Linked DNA regions of Gossypium hirsutum: region 1 is linked to region 2. A link is a contact called in public Hi-C data. All regions are on one chromosome and are shown on one strand. Each heading gives the region's core, a stretch centred on a gene start, on an enhancer-like site or on the middle of the called end of the contact. The rest is flanking DNA. Distances are from core to core; before and after follow the strand shown. Region 1 has its middle 19 kb from the start of LOC107960346. Region 2 holds the start of LOC107896300 (NADH dehydrogenase [ubiquinone] 1 alpha subcomplex assembly factor 3).

Region 1 (3,778 bases), core at 350-2,849, 200 kb before region 2:
AAATATTTATAAATGATATGTCTAAAGCACCGTAAATCAATGGAGTAAAATAGTTCATGCCATAACTTAGTATATATATATAATAATTTTAGATGCAATCAATAGAAATTATAGAGGCTAAATATCAATTTTATACAATATGATATGTGAACTTCAATTTGTTTCAATCTATTCTATGGCAAGAGACAAGTTTTAAAGATAGTTATAGATTTTAAATTCAATCGATTAGAAGTTGCAGTAAGAAAGTAATCAAGTTGAAATTCAAATCTAAAATATCTATTCTGATTTTTGTCTAAATTTATTCATATTTGTAAAAAATTAATTAATTTTTTTAAATCTAGCTTTATTTTTTAAAATAAAAAATATAATTGTTTTTATTCAATATTTAGTAATTATTTATATGTTTTACTACCATTATATATATTCTTATATTAAGTTTCTACCATAAACAATTTAAACTATTTTATAATTTTAGTCTAATATACTTAATCTTTATATGATATAAATTAAATAATATAAATTTGAAACTGAGTAAGGTTGAACTAAGTATAGGCTTTAAATATTAGTACTTGAATTTGACTCATATTTAAAACAGACCTAATATTTTTATCAAACATAATATATTTTTTCTAAACCCTTTACATATTTTAAACAAGTAATCCAGTCATTAAACGAGTCTAACAACATGTACTTAAATATTATTTATATTATTAACTTGTTTCATTCCAGATGCGAAATTGATGGGAAGAAGCCTACCTATCTAAATGAATTATGCTAAACGCCTAGGGGCGTCAGTGGGGTAGGTTTCTCGAGGTCCCGCCCTACTTTGCCCCTAATTGGGCGAGGATGGGGACAGAAATTAGACCCACCTTGAGTGGTGGGACAAGCATGGGTATGACCTTGTACCTGCCCTATCCCCGCCCACCCTACATCATCCCTGCCTGCCCTGCATAATATAATAAACATATTTAAAAATAAACATTTATAAAACTCTAATTTTGGTAACAATACTCAACTCACATTCACGACTTTTTTTTTTAAATGGTGACAGTTGGAATAATGTCACATATGTGGTGGGAGTTCGGAGGGCAGGTATTTTATACTTTTTTTTCATAAAAAAAAATTTGCTTGTATTTATTTAACTGATACTTATAAATATATCATATGAAGTGGGTTACGAATAAAGGCGAATCTAAGGGGCTGGCAGGAGCTTTAGCCCCCCTAAAATGGAAAATTGTTATTTAGGTCCTTTAAAAATTTTAAAATTTTAAATTATTAAAGGTAAAATTACACTTTAGTTCCCCTAAAATTATAAAAATTCGATTTATTCCTTTAAAAATTATAAAGATATTGACTATAAAAAATTTAAATTTTTATTCGACCCCTAAAAAGTTATTCTGACTTTACCTCTAATCACAAATGAAGGTAACATAGATTAAGTGGGTCTAAGGACGTACTTAGGTGGTGAGACAAGAATAATTTTAGTCTTACGAGTTGCGGGAGGAGATGGTTTTGGGTTTTCTACCCGCACCCATCAAGGCCTTTAGTGGATGTTCTATTTTCAAGCATTACCTCTAAACTAATTTCCAACAGCTGGATGGTTGACTAAATATTTCCAGATTTACGACAATGCTTGACTTGTTTAGCCAATTCCCACGTATACTATATTGCGAGTTGCTTTCATCTGACCAAAACATGATGAAAAACGAAAAAAAAAACAAAGTTAGTTGGATTCAATTTTTATTAGGATGGTAACTAAATTCATTATAAATTCAAAAATTAAAAATATATATTCCAATTCAATTGGATTTTTTATTTTATAATATAAAGTATATATTTTTCTTTAAATTATCAATAATAAAATATTAAAAAATGAAAAAGTAAAAATATTTTTTTTCTTCTGTCAATTGAATTCAGTTTGAATCATTCAAAATGATAGATCAACACCATAATTTTGTCGCCACTGCACTGGCTTTAAATAATGAGAATTATTATATTTATCAAGGTTTAGTCAAGAGGACAAATGAAATTCGACTTACGGGACAGAGAAAGGATAAAAAAAATATTTGAAATTAAATTGATGATAAAATTTTATAATTTTGTTTGGGTTGTGTATATATTAATGTTATTTAGATTGGATTAAATTTGTTTAAATTGGATTCGGATAAGGGTTTTAAACCAGTTGATTCAGGAACCATTATAAACCTATTGAATCGAGTAAAAAAAATTATTAATTCAGTTGAATCAAAATTTTAAATTTATTATTATTTTATTTTTTAGTTTTTAATAATTTTAATCAGATTAATTAGACCGAGTGGACTGATTAGACTATCAAACCCATAGTTTAACCGGTTCGACCACTTATTTGATTCAAAAAATATTAGTATATATACTAATTTGTAAACCTGTATAAGGCATGAGTCAATTGTATATTAACTTTATAATATTTTTTATAATATTAATTTTTTAAATAATATAATAACAAAAATATCTTAAAAAAATATTTAACTATTTGAAATCGATTATATTAGTGTTATTTAATTTGAAAAATATTTAAATATTAAAATCATACAAAAATTGTCATATTAATATTAATTTATTATAATTTAAATAACAATATTAATAATTTTTTGTTAAATTAATTTTTTAAAAGTTATAATTGTTATAATTTGATTTTTTTATAATTTTATCTATGAATTTAATTAAATCTTATTATATTTGAAAAAAAAAATATAAACTTAATTTGATAAAAATTATTATGTGTTTTTTTAAAATTATATTTTATTATAACATTAAAAGTTAATTCAATTAAGTAAAATATTAGGGCCTGCTGAAATAGTGGGCTGGTTTTTAGTATAATAAGCTTGTATTTAGACTTTGTAGCCTGGTTTATTTTTAATATGAGTCCAATCTGAAATAGTTTAAAAATAATAATAAGTAAAATATTAAAATAATGAAATATTTTATTTAAATTAAAAATAAGTATTTCGAATGGAGAGTGTTGTAATGTGAACATGATTGTTTCTTTATTTTTTTTAGATGAAACCTTATAATAATAATATATATGATTTCTTTTTATTTATTAAAATTACCATAGTTTAAGATTAACTTTTAAATGGGTTTGAAAATTTATGAAAAAGAAAATTACTTTTAAATAAACAAAAAATTAATGTCTAAACTTAACTACATTAATCATGAGATATGGTGTAGTAATTGCTTACTTCATCCATCAACCATGAGGTTAGGGGTTCAATTCTTGCTTATGGGAATAGAGCATATTTCATGACCAACCGCTTACCTTTTCGACCAACACCCACAACAAAGGGATTAATCCTTCCCACCTATGATGGATACTTTATAGTATCAATAAAAAAAAACCTCAATTACATTTTTAATATATATATATTATTTCCCATTAGAAGAAGATCATGTTGGTGAGGGAGAAACACCTTCTTGAATGGGTTTTCTATTTTCTAGCATTAATTAAGATTTTACCTTCTTTTTCAAATAAAAATCCATTCATTAAAAGCTAGTTACAAACAATGGGCTGAAGCACAAACATATACAAATCAAAGCCCAAGACTTTACCCACACCAAGCCACCTAGTAATCGTAGTGACCGAGAAAACAACACCGCCATAGAGGAGGAGGGGAAAGGGGACTAAGGTCCGAAAAAGCATATGTTGTAATAGGCCATAGAAACATACCTCTATGAGGCCAACGTACGAAACCCACAAAAAACACCAGAATCATCAAGGCACCAATGAGGTCTCCAAGCA
Region 2 (3,988 bases), core at 311-2,810:
AAACACATAAATGAGAAGCCTTCAACCTCAATCATGCAAGGGATAGAAATAGATTGACAAGCTGGGGATGGAAGGTCCATTTCTGCCATGTGGAAAATTAGTGATATTCAAGCAATTACAAACACAAAATTTCAAAACTAAGTTGTCAAATTTAGGTATCAACTAAAATACTCCAATGAAAATGACAATACCGAGTCTAAGGCTTCCAATTTCATGCCAGTAGATCGGATGAAGCGTTTGAGTTCCGGATCTACAGGTTCAATGTACCTTCCACAGCCAAGAATCAAAATTTCTAAAATAAACAAGAGAGAAATGCTTCATGAGAATCAAAACTAGAAGAAAAGAAAAAACAGAAGTGCATGTAAAATCAAGCTTAATTCTATAGTCTAACTGCATTAGGAAATTATTCTCAGCTTCCTTAGGTTCTCCAGGTACAACAGGAGGTGACACTACAGAAATGCTAAACACAAGCAAAATAATGCTGATCATGCAATGAAATACCCATTATTATTCCCCGCTCCCAAGGCTAAGGGCCATGAGCGTGCATCCCTGCATTAAAAGTTCTATTTTAATTCCCAAGTGAATAAAACTAGAATTAGGTCCACAAGATGATTGGTCAATGGGGATGCATCATCGATACACTTTTATCAGGTATTGAATTTGTTCTTCACACACATATATATAATATTATTTGAGGTCTCACCTGGAATAGGTCGTATAATTTGAAAGATGGATAAGCTGCAAAAAGTACAATAAAGACGAAATATGAGATGGGGAAGAGACCAAAAGTTGGAAATTTTCATTTTTATATAGTGGAGGGACAAATATTAGTCAATCAAGCCACCTGAAACTTAAGCATAATGAAGAGACGGCACTAACCCAAGAGATTAGGAAACATAAACTAAACGGTGAAGCTTTTCAAGAATTCCATAGTAGGATAAATTATGTAAATAGGTAAAGTGAAGAGAACTAATTCCACCAATGGAGATAATATAACAGACATAATTAATTTTAGACTAATTAAGAAAGCATACCAGAAAAGAATTGAAATGAAGCAAATACCTTTGGGGAGTAATTTCAGAAAATTTACGGGGGCCCCAAGAAGTGACCAAATTTCCCACACAAAGCAAGCTGCCTTCATAGTTGATACCGTTCACAGTGAATCCTGTTTCCGTATATCTGCCAAATCAATTAAGAAAAAAAAAACCCAGATGAAAATTAAGGCGAGTGTTGAAGAAAAGGAGTTGGAATTTCTGTTTTACATAAGTGAAGGAGAAAAGAGGAAAAACCGTTGGAAACGAAGCTGGTCATCGGGAACATTGTCGATGAGATTGATCTGATCGTAGAGAGAGAAAGCGCGTCTAAGGGAGGGCAAGGCTGGAGTTCGAGTCACTGTTGAAGAAGCCGAGTCCTTCCTCAGGCTCCTCATCAGCTTTGGCAGCGTTTCTACTGCTCTACCTCTCACCGCCATCTCCTTCTTCTATCTATCGATGTTCTTCTGCTGTTCCGTCCGCTGTCTCAAGTCGCCACTTTTTACCCAAACCCCAGCCCACCCATATAACAGCGACGACTGCGTTTCGCTTCTTTGGGTAAACTACATCCAAGGTTACTAAACTATTAGAAAGTTTACATTTTGATCACTCAACTTCAAAAAATTACAAAATGATCATTGAACTATTCGAAAGTTTTCATTTAAGTCACTGGGCTGTTAAGTTTTTCCTTTTAAATAAAGTTCAGTTAGCAAGCTCCAAGCATTGATTCAACGATGAGTATAGTGGATAGTACCCATTGGCAAGTAGAAAAACATATAGTCGATCTAAGTCAATTTGACGATGAGTGTTAGAGATCATAGAAGAAAGTTGTTTGGATTTTGGTTTACAAATTCATAACATTCAAAGTTGTTTCTTAAAAAGAAATTGAATTGTGGAAGAGAGATGATGAGAGCTTTCTATTGGTACAGGCGGTGCGAACAAAGAAGATCATACAATAACAATTTTAATAGTTTAGTGAGCTAAATGAAAACTTTCGAATAGTTTAATAATCATTTTATAACTTTTTAAAATTGAGTCACCAAAACATAAACTTACTAATAGTTTAATGCCATTAAACGTAATTTTACTTTCTTTTAAGGATAAACTCTTTTTTATTATCTAAGTTACAGAATGCTATCTATTTTAGTCATCAGTTATTAAGGGTAACATAGATAAAAGTGATAATTATAAAAACTATCATAATAACAAGTTTGACCATCAACATTTGCACATTTGTGTTAATTTTATCTTAATTCTAAAAAAAAAATTATTAACATTTACACATTGTTTAATTTAATCTAATTCTAAAAATTACAAATATTATAAGAAGATTAAAAGAAATAATTTTAAATTTCAAAACTTATAATTCTAAAAAAAAAATTGTTATTTTCTATTTCCTCTCCATTTTTTTTCTTCTCTCCCCTTACTCTTCTCTTCTTCCTTTCCATTGTTATTCATGTTCTTCATCAAAACCCAAAATCCAATATTTGATAAAACTATCACTCGCAGGTTACTGACCATCGGTCACTAGCAGTGGCTTAAGTCTAAAACACATCCCTAAACTCGTTTTTCTTCTTCTTTCCAAATCTGACTAGTGTTTTATCAAAATTGGCCCTGATTCCTTTAGAGCTACGCTCAAAGTCTTGAATTCTCTTTGCCCAATCTCCAAATTCGATAATCAAATTGGCTTGAAATTTAAGCATATTACTACACCCCCATGCTTCATTTTCACCATTGGGAACTTCAAAAAAAAAAGGCATTGGCTAACCTTAACAAAGGTTGACTTTTGTGTTTTTGTTGTGGTGTCTTTTTCTTCTTCTTTCGTTCTCACTTGATTTTAAGGTTTCTTTTTACATTTGTTTGTTTTAACAATATCTATGAAGGATTTTAAATCATTAAGTTCAAATTTTTGCTTCTAAAAATGTGTAAGCTATGGCATGATACAATTTATCTTTAAAACTGATGTTAAATTAGTAAAAGGCAAATTACATGAATAGTTTGATGGATTGGTTTTTGAAATTATTTTACAAAAATTGAGTGTTAAGAGAGAGATGGTGGTCTTAAGCTACAAACAAAATTCTATTTGGATCAAAATTGTTAAGCTTGAATGGCGTTTGAATTAGTAAAATTCTATTGATAATTTTATAATATTTTGTTCTTTTTCAATTGTTGAGTAATTTTCTCTGTCTTATTAAAGAAAATATTTGTATATTTATACATATTATCACTGTTCATGATTTAACTCCATTATTTATGGACTTGACACCTTTATTCATTGGATTGACATTTTGAGCAGGCCTTGAACATGTTGAACATGTGTACCGTTTTGGATTGCCTGTTAGACCTTGTGGCCCTCTACATGCGAATTCCTTGGTATATGCGAGCTTGGATCACAAACTCCCCTCGGCTCATGTGAGTTGATATCGCAAGCTCCACTGGCTATTCTTTCATTGTACGCCTCACACATATCTATCTGGTAGGGCTTAGCCGAGTTGCGGGCAAGCTACCCGGATCTCATTCGGGTTTCCTATTGGTGATTATTGGTATATAACACCCATGTTATGTTAGATACCAATTGTTAAGGTGTTTTCTGTTTGGATCTTACAAAAGTTTTAACATTTTTCTTGTTATGATTCATGGGAAGGTTTTGTAATATGTCATTTTAGAGTTTACTCCGAGTATATTTTGTATAATTTTCTAGAATTAGGATCAAATTACATATTGTGTAAACTTTGACACAAATGTATGAATGTGAAGACTGAATTTGTTATTACGTCAATTTTTATAACTATCATGACATTTTCTGTTACTTAGTTAACTTGTTGACAAAAAAAAAAGACAAATACATTATTGAAGTGACCATTTTGTAACTTTTTATAGTTATGTGACAAAAAAAGAAACTCAAATATGGTTAGATGATTTACAATGTAGCTTACCCATTTTTTCTACACATATAT

What was found. Hi-C and Micro-C count contacts between places; a contact is called where the count stands out from the background.
Region 1: a contact with region 2 is called in a Hi-C map of leaf, with 2.1 times the contacts expected there. The contact joins the enhancer-like site here to the promoter of LOC107896300 in region 2. A contact is called at or near these places in 2 of 34 Hi-C or Micro-C datasets (both in leaf).

Annotation. Positions count from the first base shown.
Region 1 is chrA05:81,942,927-81,946,704 of Gossypium_hirsutum_v2.1, reverse strand. No RefSeq gene overlaps it. Among protein-coding and RNA genes, the nearest start is that of LOC107960346, 19 kb to the right of the region's middle. Within about 2 kb of position 1,599, at least 1 of the 9 cell types and tissues checked has an H3K27ac peak or open chromatin away from gene starts, as enhancers often do. A contact at or near this core is called in leaf, where this site is marked.
Region 2 is chrA05:81,742,317-81,746,304 of Gossypium_hirsutum_v2.1, reverse strand. It overlaps LOC107896300 (NADH dehydrogenase [ubiquinone] 1 alpha subcomplex assembly factor 3), which reads right to left and starts at 1,560. Exons shown (of 5, transcript XM_016821445.2): 1 at 1,290-1,560; 2 at 1,063-1,179; 3 at 704-738; 4 at 192-292. The coding sequence starts at 1,471.